Regions from separate parts of the Ovis aries genome. Here regions 1 and 2 are each linked to region 3. Evidence: chromatin contacts called from public Hi-C data. All regions are on one chromosome and are shown on one strand. Each heading gives the region's core, a stretch centred on a gene start, on an enhancer-like site or on the middle of the called end of the contact. The rest is flanking DNA. Distances are from core to core; before and after follow the strand shown.

The links. Hi-C and Micro-C count contacts between places; a contact is called where the count stands out from the background.
Region 1: a contact with region 3 is called in a Hi-C map of tail adipose tissue, with 2.7 times the contacts expected there. The contact joins the promoter of NCOR2 here to the enhancer-like site in region 3. A contact is called at or near these places in 3 of 16 Hi-C or Micro-C datasets (hypothalamus, omental adipose tissue and tail adipose tissue).
Region 2: a Hi-C map of hypothalamus shows a contact between it and region 3, with 5 times the contacts expected there. The contact joins two enhancer-like sites. A contact is called at or near these places in 3 of 16 Hi-C or Micro-C datasets (hypothalamus, omental adipose tissue and tail adipose tissue).

The regions. Positions count from the first base shown.
Region 1 is chr17:51,256,945-51,260,496 of ARS-UI_Ramb_v3.0, forward strand. NCOR2 (nuclear receptor corepressor 2) reads left to right here and starts at 1,922. Exons shown (of 50, transcript XM_060401093.1): 1 at 1,922-2,207.
Region 2 is chr17:51,313,926-51,317,397 of ARS-UI_Ramb_v3.0, forward strand. The region is part of intron 3 of NCOR2 (nuclear receptor corepressor 2); the gene reads left to right. Among named protein-coding and RNA genes, the nearest start is that of TRNAG-CCC, 7.5 kb to the left of the region's middle. Within about 2 kb of position 1,321, at least 16 of the 54 cell types and tissues checked have an H3K27ac peak or open chromatin away from gene starts, as enhancers often do. A contact at or near this core is called in hypothalamus, where this site is marked.
Region 3 is chr17:51,070,657-51,073,816 of ARS-UI_Ramb_v3.0, forward strand. No RefSeq gene overlaps it. Among named protein-coding and RNA genes, the nearest start is that of SCARB1, 100 kb to the left of the region's middle. Within about 2 kb of position 1,680, at least 24 of the 54 cell types and tissues checked have an H3K27ac peak or open chromatin away from gene starts, as enhancers often do. A contact at or near this core is called in hypothalamus and tail adipose tissue, where this site is marked.

The sequences.
Region 1 (3,552 bases), core at 672-3,171, 190 kb after region 3:
CCTCTTATTCCCCCAGATTCAGTAAAAGCCCAATGGCAACACTTGGGAGGCAGAAGTTGGGAGAAGGAACCCCTGAATTTACCCCAGTACCCTCCTCCCCACCCCTGGGTGCCAAATCCCAGAACCAAATCTCATTGAAATGCAAATCCCAGAGAGTGTTCCCAGGTGACCTGTGGGTGGGGGTGGGGGTTTCCGAGTCTGCCTGGTGGGGTGGGACCCCCCCTACCTCAGTTCCTCCCCTCCATCTCCTCCTCCAGGCCCCATCGGAAGGGCTAGTCCTTCCTTCCCTAGGTCTGGCTCTTGGCCTGTGGATTCTCGTGGTCTGGCTGGGTGCCTCTGGAGCTGGTGGAGCCAGGGTGGGAAGGGAGAGGACATTCATTGACCTGAGACCCCCTACTTCTGTTCCATCCCTCAGCCCCTCCACAGACACTTCCCTTTTTCCAGATTTTGTCACTCAGGTGCTCCCAGCCCCACCCTCCCCAGAAAAAAAAAAAAAAAAAAAAGAGCCCGCGCAGCCTGAGGGGGCCAAGAGGGGCACGTTGCTACTAGGGAGGCTGAGAACCCCTGCAGGCACGCTGGAGGCGGAGGCCCGCCCTGCCCCTGGAAACCGCATGGCCGCCTCCCCACCGCAGCCATTCCCCACTCCCCCTGGGGGTTCTCAGATGTTGGCAGATGGCAGAACTGAATCTGCTGAGACGTCGCTCCAAAAAAGGAAAGTTGAACCGAAAAAAAAAAAAAAAAAATTCAAACTCTCTTACATCTTAGGGGAAAGCAGAGGAGGAGGGAGGGTCCCGGTCTGGGGCTCCCGGTGCCCTCTGCTGTTTAAAAAGATCTCCCCGGCTTTGAGAAAGCAGCCTGGGAGGGGCATGAGGAGGGGGTAAATGAGGACACACGGGTTGTCACGGCTGCCAGTGGGGTTCCTGTTGGAGCGGTGAGCGCTTGCGTGTGCGCGGGCGAGTGTCCACGTGTGTGCTCGTCCGTGACCCTGCCCGCTCGTGCCCACCACACACTTGCAGCATCGTGTATCTGCGTTTGTGTCCCTGAAAGTCCCGAACTGGGAGTTCTTGCAACACATTGCGTCCCTACCTGGGAAAGATCAGGGAACAGATAGAAATTCTCGCCCTCTAGAAACGGACATTCTAGTGCATGTGTGTGTGTGTGTGTGTGTGTGTGTGTGTGTGTGTGTGTCCGCCCGCGTGCGTGAACTCCTGCCTGTGTCGGGGTTTGTTTATCTGCGGGTGACCTTATGTCTTAGGAGTCTATGTCCCAGGCTACGCTCACGTCTGCGGGGCTGGGGTGAGGGGTGGTTGCGAATTTTCCCTCGTGCCCACCTGGGTTAGCTCTCCTTTCTGAGGCCCAGTGTGTGAAGTCCACTGGTGAGAGTCTTGCGCTCTACTGTGTGCGAGACACCGAGAGCGAACTCCACCGCTTGTGTCCCCTCGCATCTGTGTGCGTCCCTTAAAGGTCCTGTGTGTGGCCCTCCTCGTATGCCCCCTCCCCATCCACTGGTCACTCCAGAGTTAGACTGATAATTTAATAGCTGAAAAGCGATTATACTTCGAGTGAAGTATCTGGGGCTGGGGAAGAGGAGAGCGCACGGCCCACTGGAGGAGGAGGGGGCGGGATGGGGAGGCGCTTTCCCCCTCCTTCCTCCTTCAGGGAGCTGCTAAAAAGAAACTCGGCGTCGCGCCCAAGCGTGTGTGTGTCTGTGTGGCAGCGTGTGCACGCGCGAGTGGGTGCGCGCAGGCCCGGGGGAGGCAACGTGGGCCCTTTAAGGAGCCCGAGGGGGCCGGGCCGGGGCGCGTCGGTGCGGGCGGGGAGCCAGGAGCCGGGAGGCCGAGCCGCCGCCTCCCGGGCTCCCGCCCCGCCCCCTCCTCCCCCTCCCGCCGCCGCCGCCGCCACCGCCGCCACCGCCGCCGCCGCCGGGGAGCGGAGCCGCGGGCAGGCCGGGCCGCATCGGAGCCCCGTGTCCGCCCGCGCCCCGCCCGAGCCGTGCGCCCGCGCCCTGCGCCCCCGCAATGCGCGCCAAGTTGCGGCCCGGGGACCGGGGGCTAGCGCCCTAGGAGGCGGCGGCGGGAGGATCGCGCCCCGGCTGGAGGCCGGGCCTGCTGCGCGCCCCCAGCCCGATCTGCACCGCCACTTGCCTGAGCGTCCGGGCGGCCCGAGCGCTCCCCGAGCCCGGGCGCCGCCGCCGCCACCTCCGCGAGGTGAGTTGGGGCGGGGGGTCCCCGCGGAGGGCCGGGGTGAGGCGCGGGGCGCGCTTCCGGGGAAATCGGGGAAGATCAGTCGGCGCACGCGGCGGAGTTGGCGGGGCCCCTGCACTCCCGAGTTGGCGCTCTCGGGGGGTGGCCTGCTGGGGAGCGAGGCGCCCCATAGACACTGCGGCCCGCGTGCGTGGGGGTGCCGGGGAACTTAGGGGAACTCCAGCTCCCCTGCGAGGGGACGGGAAGGAGGGAAGAGGCGTGGGGGGAGGGCGGGCGGGGGCTGTCCTGGAACTGCGCAGGACAGCCCCCCACCGTGTGCCACAGCCCTGGGGGCATGGCCGCCATGCGCCTCCGTCCTCTCCAAGCAGCCCTGGATTTGGGGGGTGACACTGCGCCTTATTTTCCAGTGGGCAGTGCGGCTCGGGGGTGCCCCTGGAGATGGCACCCTCGGCTCCCCGGCCTGGCTGCTCTGGAAGGCGCCTGGGAGGGGTTCCCGCCACGGGGGGCGGGGGGCTGCTGGCGTGGTCGCTCCTCGGCGAGGGGTCGGAGGGCTCTGGGTCGGGGTCCCCGAGGAGAGGCGCCCCTTGCTCCCCCCTTCCCCGTGGGCCGGTGTTCCTGGTGTCTGGGCCTGCCTCCCGCGGCTGGTGACGCCTCATGGGGCCGCCTCCTGGTCCCTCCCCCGGGCTGTGCGGATACTTGGGATGCCACTAGTTTGGGAAGTTGGAATTCAGAACTGATCCCACTTGGATTGGACCCGGAGGCCCCCGGTCCTAGTGCTGGGGGAACACCCCCGGAGACTTGGCGGGGAGTGGGGGGAGACCTGTGGGGCGCTCCTTCCCCACCCCGGACGCTTGCAGGAAAAAGCCCGAGGGAGTGAGAGAGGTCTAGGCGGGCGGGCGGGCGGGCGGGCGAGACACGCTGTACCTGTGAGCTGCTGTCGCCCGGGCCCAATTAGCGTGGGGCGCCCGGCGTTATTTTTACATTGTAGGTTTATTTTTTTGGAAGCGAGGGCCCTCCAGCCGCCTGTCGCGCGCTCCGGCTCTCTGAGGGTCTGGTGCAGGCAGCGGAGGCGGATCTGTGCTGTCGGCTCAGCCTCCTTGCTTCCTCCCCCTCCTCCTCCCCCCCTGTTGGTGAGAACTGGTTTTATTATGATTTTTTTTTTTTTTCCCCTTTTGCAGATTTGGAGGAAGGATGTGTGAGGGAGGCAGGGAGGAGGGATGGGGAGAGGAGCCCTGCGGGCTGGCTGGATGAGGGAGTTCTGGGCTTGTTGGGGATTGTGTGATCCGTGGCCTTGACTTTGCCCTTTTTAAACCAGATCTGGGTCCCCGCGGTTGCTTTGATAGAAGGG
Region 2 (3,472 bases), core at 71-2,570, 240 kb after region 3:
TAGTAAGCGATCTTAGAAAACTTCCCTGGTAGGTCAGCATTAAGGAGACCCGGGTTTGACCCCTGGGTTGGGAAGATCTCCTGGAGAAGGAAATGGCAACCCATTCCAGTATTCTTGCCTGGGAAATCCCATGGACGGAGGAGCCTGGTGGGCTACGGTCCACGGGGTCACAAAGAGTCGGACATGACTGAGCGACTTCACTATAGGCTTCCCTGTTAGCTCAGTTGGTAAAGAATCTGCCTGCAATGCAGGAGACCCTGGTTGGGAAGATCCACTGGAGAAGGGATAGGCTACCCGCTCCAGTATTCTGGCCTGGAGAATTCCATGGACTGTATAATCCATGGTGTTGCAGAGAGTCAGACACAACTGAGTGACTTACACTTAGAAAACTATTGTGCCTGATTCGGTGTTGCCCACAAACTGTGGACCTGGGTCTGTCCCCTCAAGGTCCACGCGGATAGATGTGCACACCTGCAAGGGCTCTGGCTAGGGAGACCTAGGTCCCTCGAGCTGGAATTCATGGTAAACTCACCTCCTTGCACCCCAGGGCGACTGCTCCCAAGGGTTGAGATGCACTGGGGTGGGGGGGTATTCTTGGAAAGCTAGAGTCTTTGGAAAAAACAGTTATTGTATGTTTACTCAAGAATGCCTTGATAGAACCTGCCAAGCATCCCCAGAAAGTCTGCACCTCCTGGATAGTGAAGGAGGTGGGTCTGGTGAGCAAGGAAAGTGCCCCCCTCCCCCCAAGGGGTTCAGGTTGCGGGAGCGGCGTGCTGACAGCATCTGCTTTGTGTGTTGAGGACTGACACTGTGGAGTTAGCATTCTGCACACCTTCGTGTATCAGGTCCTGCCCACAAGCCTCTCCAGATGAAGCACAGAGAGGGTAAGCAGCTTGCCCAAAGACACACAGCTGCAGGCACCTTACTTCGAGAGAGGCATGACTAATAGGTAGTGGCATTTCCTATGCGGCTGTTTCCGTGCCTCCGGGCGCTGCTCAGCTCTTTAAGCGGATGATCTTATTTCATCCTCAGGAGGCCCTTTGGTGTCCGTGTCTCAGAGGACAGTGGCACAGCTGTAGGGAAGACAGGCTCTGGACCCGGGTTCTGTTGGCGACCTTCCTCAGAGCAGGTGCTATTTTCTGGGAATCTGGCTCCGACCTGGGGAAGGGCCCACTTCCCAGTCTGAGAGCCTCGTTGGAACCAGATCTGAGGATGGGAGATGCCCATATGCTTCTAGAAGGCAGGGAGTTGGTTTGTCAGCATAGCTCTGAAGCTGGGAGGCAGGAGGGGCTGTCCCTGCGCACCCCCCAACCCCAGTCATGGATTTGCATGACAATGAGCCCTTTGTCCCTGGGTCCTGCCTCCTTCCCAGGCTAATAACATAATTCCAGGCCTGTGATGTCATAATGGGCCCTTTCTGCGCAGAGTGGGAGGCTGGGTGGGCAGCTGTGTGGGCCTGGCCAGGGCTGGGAATAAGGGGGTTGGTAATTTTCAGGGGGCAGAGGCTCTCCTTCCAGGATCCTCTTTCATCCTTTAGCAGGTGGGATTTGCTCCCATTTGACACAGGAGCAAACTGAGACTCTGAGGTTTGTGTCCTCCCCTCCCCCTTCCCCTCCCCGCCCCTGCCCCCCACCCCGCCCCTTCTTGGCCTGTGCAGCGGGGGGGGGGGGGGGTGAGGGGTGAGTCATCACCTGTGGGCCTTCTCCTGGAGGCGTGGGTGTGAGAGTCTTGTGCTTCCTCTAAGTGGGAGGTAGGCCCTTGTGCCCAGATTCAAACTCTGGGCGTGTGGCTCCTCAGTTTGCTCATCTGCTTCATGGGGATTGTGCTGGGCCTTGTCCATGGGGCCAAGCGGGAGTGAGCGCTCAGTAGACGGGCGATCAGAAAAAAAGCCGAGGCCAGTGTAGTCGGGTGAAGGATAGCCCCCCAAATGCATGTGCTTGTGTCTAAACGTGACCTGCTTTGAAGATGTGTCTTGAGATGAGGTGATCCTGGGTTATCTGGGTGAGCCCTAAGTTCAGACTGGTTTCCTTCTGAGAGACAGAAAGAGGAGGAAGACACACAGAGGGATGGCCACAGTGAAGATGGGCAGAAACCCGAGGGATGTGGCCACAAGCCAAGGGACACCTGGAGCCTCCAGGAGCTGAAAGAGTGCAGAAAGGATCCTCCCCTTCAGCCCTCAGAGGGCGTGGCCTTGCAGATGCCTAAATCTCCGACTTCTGACTTCCAGAGCAGTTAGAGAATAAATTCCTATTGTTTTAAGCCACCTGGATCATGATTATTTGTTTACGGTGGATCTGGGGAAACTAACATAGCCGGTAACAACCCCGCCCCTGCCACCAATCTTTGGAGGTTGGGGGAAGCAATCTGTGGGAGGGGTCTGTGTGATGTCTTTTCCCACCCAAGCCTGAGGGCCCAGGACCATCTAGGGTAATTGAGTGCCCAGTGGTGTGAGGAGCCCCATATGAAGAGTCTGGAACCCACTTCCCTCACCCAGAACACAAATCTTTTTTTTTTTTTTTTTTTTTAATGCTTGATTGCTCAGTCCGATTCTTTGCGACCCCCTGGACTATAGCCCACCAGGCTCCTCTGTCCATGGAATTCTCCAGGCAAGAATACTGGAGTGGGTTGCCCCATTTCCTTCTCCAGGGGATCTTCCCGACTCAGGAGAGAAGTTTTTTTAAAACTTAAGTGTTTGTTTATTTGGCTGTGTTAAGTCTTAGCTGCAGCACATACTTCTCCCTAGTTGTGGTTTGTGGGCCTCAGAGTGTGCGGGACTCAATAGTTGCAGCTCACAGGCGTAGTTCCTCTTCGGCATGTGAGATCTTAGTTCCTCAACCAGGGATCGAACCCACAAGCCCTGCTTTGGAAGGTGGATTCTTAACCACTAGATCCCCTGACAAGTCCGTAAATCCACAAATTCTTGAACCCGACCATCGCCTGCTTCTAACCTCTCCCATCTCTAAGGAAGGGGCCCCCTGGTTCCACGCCAGACCCCATCCCAAGCCCAGAATGCCCATTCCCCATATGCTTGGCAGCTCACCAGCACTCGGATTGTCACCGTTCCCTGGGAAGCTGCCTCATTTGTCAGGTGCCCTTGATGAATGGAGACACCAAGGCTCAGAGAGGACAGGCTACCTGGGGAAAATCACACTAGTCCCTTGGTGGTGGTGAGAGCCTTTGGAGACTCAGTCATAGCTAATGGATGGGCTGGCACCGTGGCTTCTGGGAGGGAGGGATCAGAGTCCTGGGCCACCTTGACAGTGGAGCGGGCAGTGTGTTTGTGGACGTTTCTGGGACACGCTGGCCCAGTGTAGATAACATCCTGAAATCTGGCTTTAAGTAGACACCGTCTTGGCCTCAGTTTCTGTGTTTGCAAAGTGGTCTTTGATCTTCAGCTCAGAGCCTAGAATTCTGCTCTTAGAAAATTTGTGGATTTAACAAGCATTTATAGATTGCCTGCTGTGTGTGACGT
Region 3 (3,160 bases), core at 430-2,929:
ACGTCTATTTCTTTTTTGTTTTCATTCAAGAGTGGGAAAAAAAAAATAGAAGAAAGATCGACAGATCAGCGCTGCATAACCTGTGCTCCTTGTGTTTCTCCATTGTACATATTAAGAGTTTCTACACATATAAAATGCTCTGCAGTATTCTCGTGTGAAGTTACAGGGTCTGTAAAGTTATTAATTAGCAATGTCCGCAGAGGGCTGGATTGGCTGACGGGTAATAACTATGATTCTTTCAATCTGGGTGGCCGGCTCCCAGGACAGTGCCTTCAACCTGGTCTGGAGAGTGGCTCCTGGTGGCTCCAGGCCTCGTGGCTGACACTGCGCCCTGCCCCCACCCAGAGATGGGCCTCAGCCTCATCCAAGTCGCAGATGCTGGGGACTCTTGGCCCAGAGCCAGGCTCTGGTGGACTGGTTTCCTCTCCTAAAACAGGTTGCTGCCAACATTAACTGAATGCTTCCTATGTGCCATGCACTGCTTTAAACTCTTCATATGAGGGCGTCTCATTTTCCTCATAACCCAGGTGAATGTTCTTATCATCACCATCTTTTTACAGATGAGGAGACAGGTGCAGAGAGGACAGGTAAACACCCAAGGTCTTATGGCTGCTAAGTGTCAGAGTTCAGATTTTAGGCTCAGCAGCTGGGTCCGGGGCATGCGTGCTTGTCTGTCACCCAGCGCATCTCCTCGTGGTCCAGTTAACCAGGACTCATGACTGTTGTTTGTCAGAGACTCCTACTCTCTTTTTTAATAAAAAAAAAAAATATATATATATATATATATATTTGGTGGTACCATGTGGCATGCATCTTAGTTCTCTGAGCAGGGGTCAAACCTGGGAACCCTGCATTGGAAGATCAGAGTCTTAATTACTGGACCACCAGGAAAATACTGCCCCCTCTACACCCCACCTTTAAAGGTATGAAAGTAAACTGAAGGTGTTAGTCGCTCAGTTGGGTCCAACTCTTTGCGACCCCATGGACTGTAGCCTGCCGGGCTCCTCTGTCTATGCAATCTTCCAGGCAAGAATACTGAAGTGGGTAGCCGTTCCCTTCTCCAGAGGATCTTCCTGACCCAGTGATTGACTCCAGGTGTCCAACATTGTGGGCAGATTATTTACCATCTGAGCCACCAGGGAAGCCCCCTTTAAAGGTATGTGCATCTTTATTTTTATTTTATTTATTTTTTCAGTCGCACTGTGTGACATGTGGAACTTCCCTGAGCAGGGATTGAACCTGGGTCAATTGAACCTTCATTGGAAGTGTGTAGTCTTAACCATTGGACCATCAGGGAAGTCCAGAGACTCCTGCTGTCTTGTATCCTTTCTGGAAATCATGCTGGGGAAACCAGCTTTGAGGAACGTCATTTTCAAGCAAATATACAGACGGGTCCTGATTCTGGAGCATCTGAGATTGAAAAGTTTGTTATTCCCAACTCAATCGTGGCTGCATCCAGAAAGAGGTCCCACACACCAACACGTGCCCTGCGATGCCAGAAAAGCCCTTAGCGGGGGTACATCTAGGCTCGTTCCAGAGAGGTCGAGAACGGGAGGGAAGGAGAAGAGTAAGAATAAACACTGCTAAAAATAGTGCTTGGCTCTCTCACACCCACAACAAGACTGCAAAGGGAGGGCAGAGGAGACTGGAGGAAGCCGCCCAGGACTTTTGCCAGAGGGAGGGCTAAGGGCCACTGCTTCAGTGGGGGCTGTTTCTCAGACTGTTCTCTCCCAGGGCTCGGGTGCCAGCTTCTGAGGGTTCCAGGCCTGGCATGCCTCCCCAGAGGGTGAAGGCCAAGTGGCCGTGTCTTGGAGTCTGGAGTCGTGAATGTTCCCAGATCTCACAGGCACTTTTGCCATGAGGCCTGAGCCGCAGCAAACTTGATAACATCCAGAGGTCCTCAGCTGAAGATGAAGGGGGTCCTTGGAGATGGAGATGTTTGTTTTCAACTTTAAGTGACAGATGTTTGAGCAACATCAGTCACGATGCACATTTCTGCACACTGACTCTCATCCACCCCCTCAACTTCCATGATGAAATGGGACTTCCGCTCCCCCGGGGAAGACATCTCAGCAGATGGGCTGGAATAATGTGGTGTGGACGGCATCCTTGTGGTGGCCTGGTTTGTGGCAGGCTCTCAGAACTGTGCAATGTTGTTCTGGTCTCTGGGATCTTCCATCTGTGCCCATGGCCTGCCCCATCTGCTTTTCCCTGGGCTGCTGGAATTTCTTCCATTTTAGGGGACAGGAACTCCCAGAGAAGACACTAAGAGTGTCTGGTCACAGGGTGGTGACCCAGCCCCTGTGGTCTCTGGCTGTGGCAGCTGCAACTGTTTGGGGGAAGGACATGGTTTCTTCCATGATATCAGATCTAGAGATTAGGCAGCCAGTGGGGTTTGGAAGCCAGAGCTGTTTGCAAAAGAGGCCCCAACATGCTGTATTCTGCAGGCAAGTCCCTTTGACCCCTTGGTGCCCCTGCCCTCCTCCCTCCAAAAGACACTCTAATTCCTGTTGCATTGATTTCATAGGTCCTCATGATGGTCACATAGAGGACTTTTCTTTATTTCTTTGGCTGCGCTATACGCCATACAGGATCTTAGCGCCCTGATCAGAGGTTGAACCCTTGCCCCCTGCAGGAGAAGCACATCTTAACCACTAGACCTCCAGGGAAGTCCTGAAAAGACAAACGCGTCACAAGGTACTCTTGGATCAAACATTCAGGATGCAGTTTACTTAAGTATCCATAACGTCTAGTAGAGGTGAGCTGTGAAACCGTACATCCCCAGGAGGTGTTGCTCTCACACATGGCGTGGGCGTTCTCCCAGGTGAATCATGGATGGATCTCTACTGTGTAAAACTAGCTTCTTTAAATGTTATGTGGAGATCAGTGGAAGTGTCAGTCATTCAGCTGTGTCTGACTCTTTGGGACCCTGTGGACTGTAGCCTGTCAGACTCCTCTGTCCATGGAATTCTCAAAGCAAGGCTACTGGAGTGGATAGCTGTTCCCTTCTCCAGGGGATTTTCCCGACCTAGGGACTGACCCCGGATCTCCTGCATCACAGGCAGATTCTTAACTGTCTGAGCCACCAGGGGCAAGTTCAAATGCCCGCAGAACCAGGCAGCAATGTCAATATGCCTAGAAGGCCTGGTGTTTGGTCTCT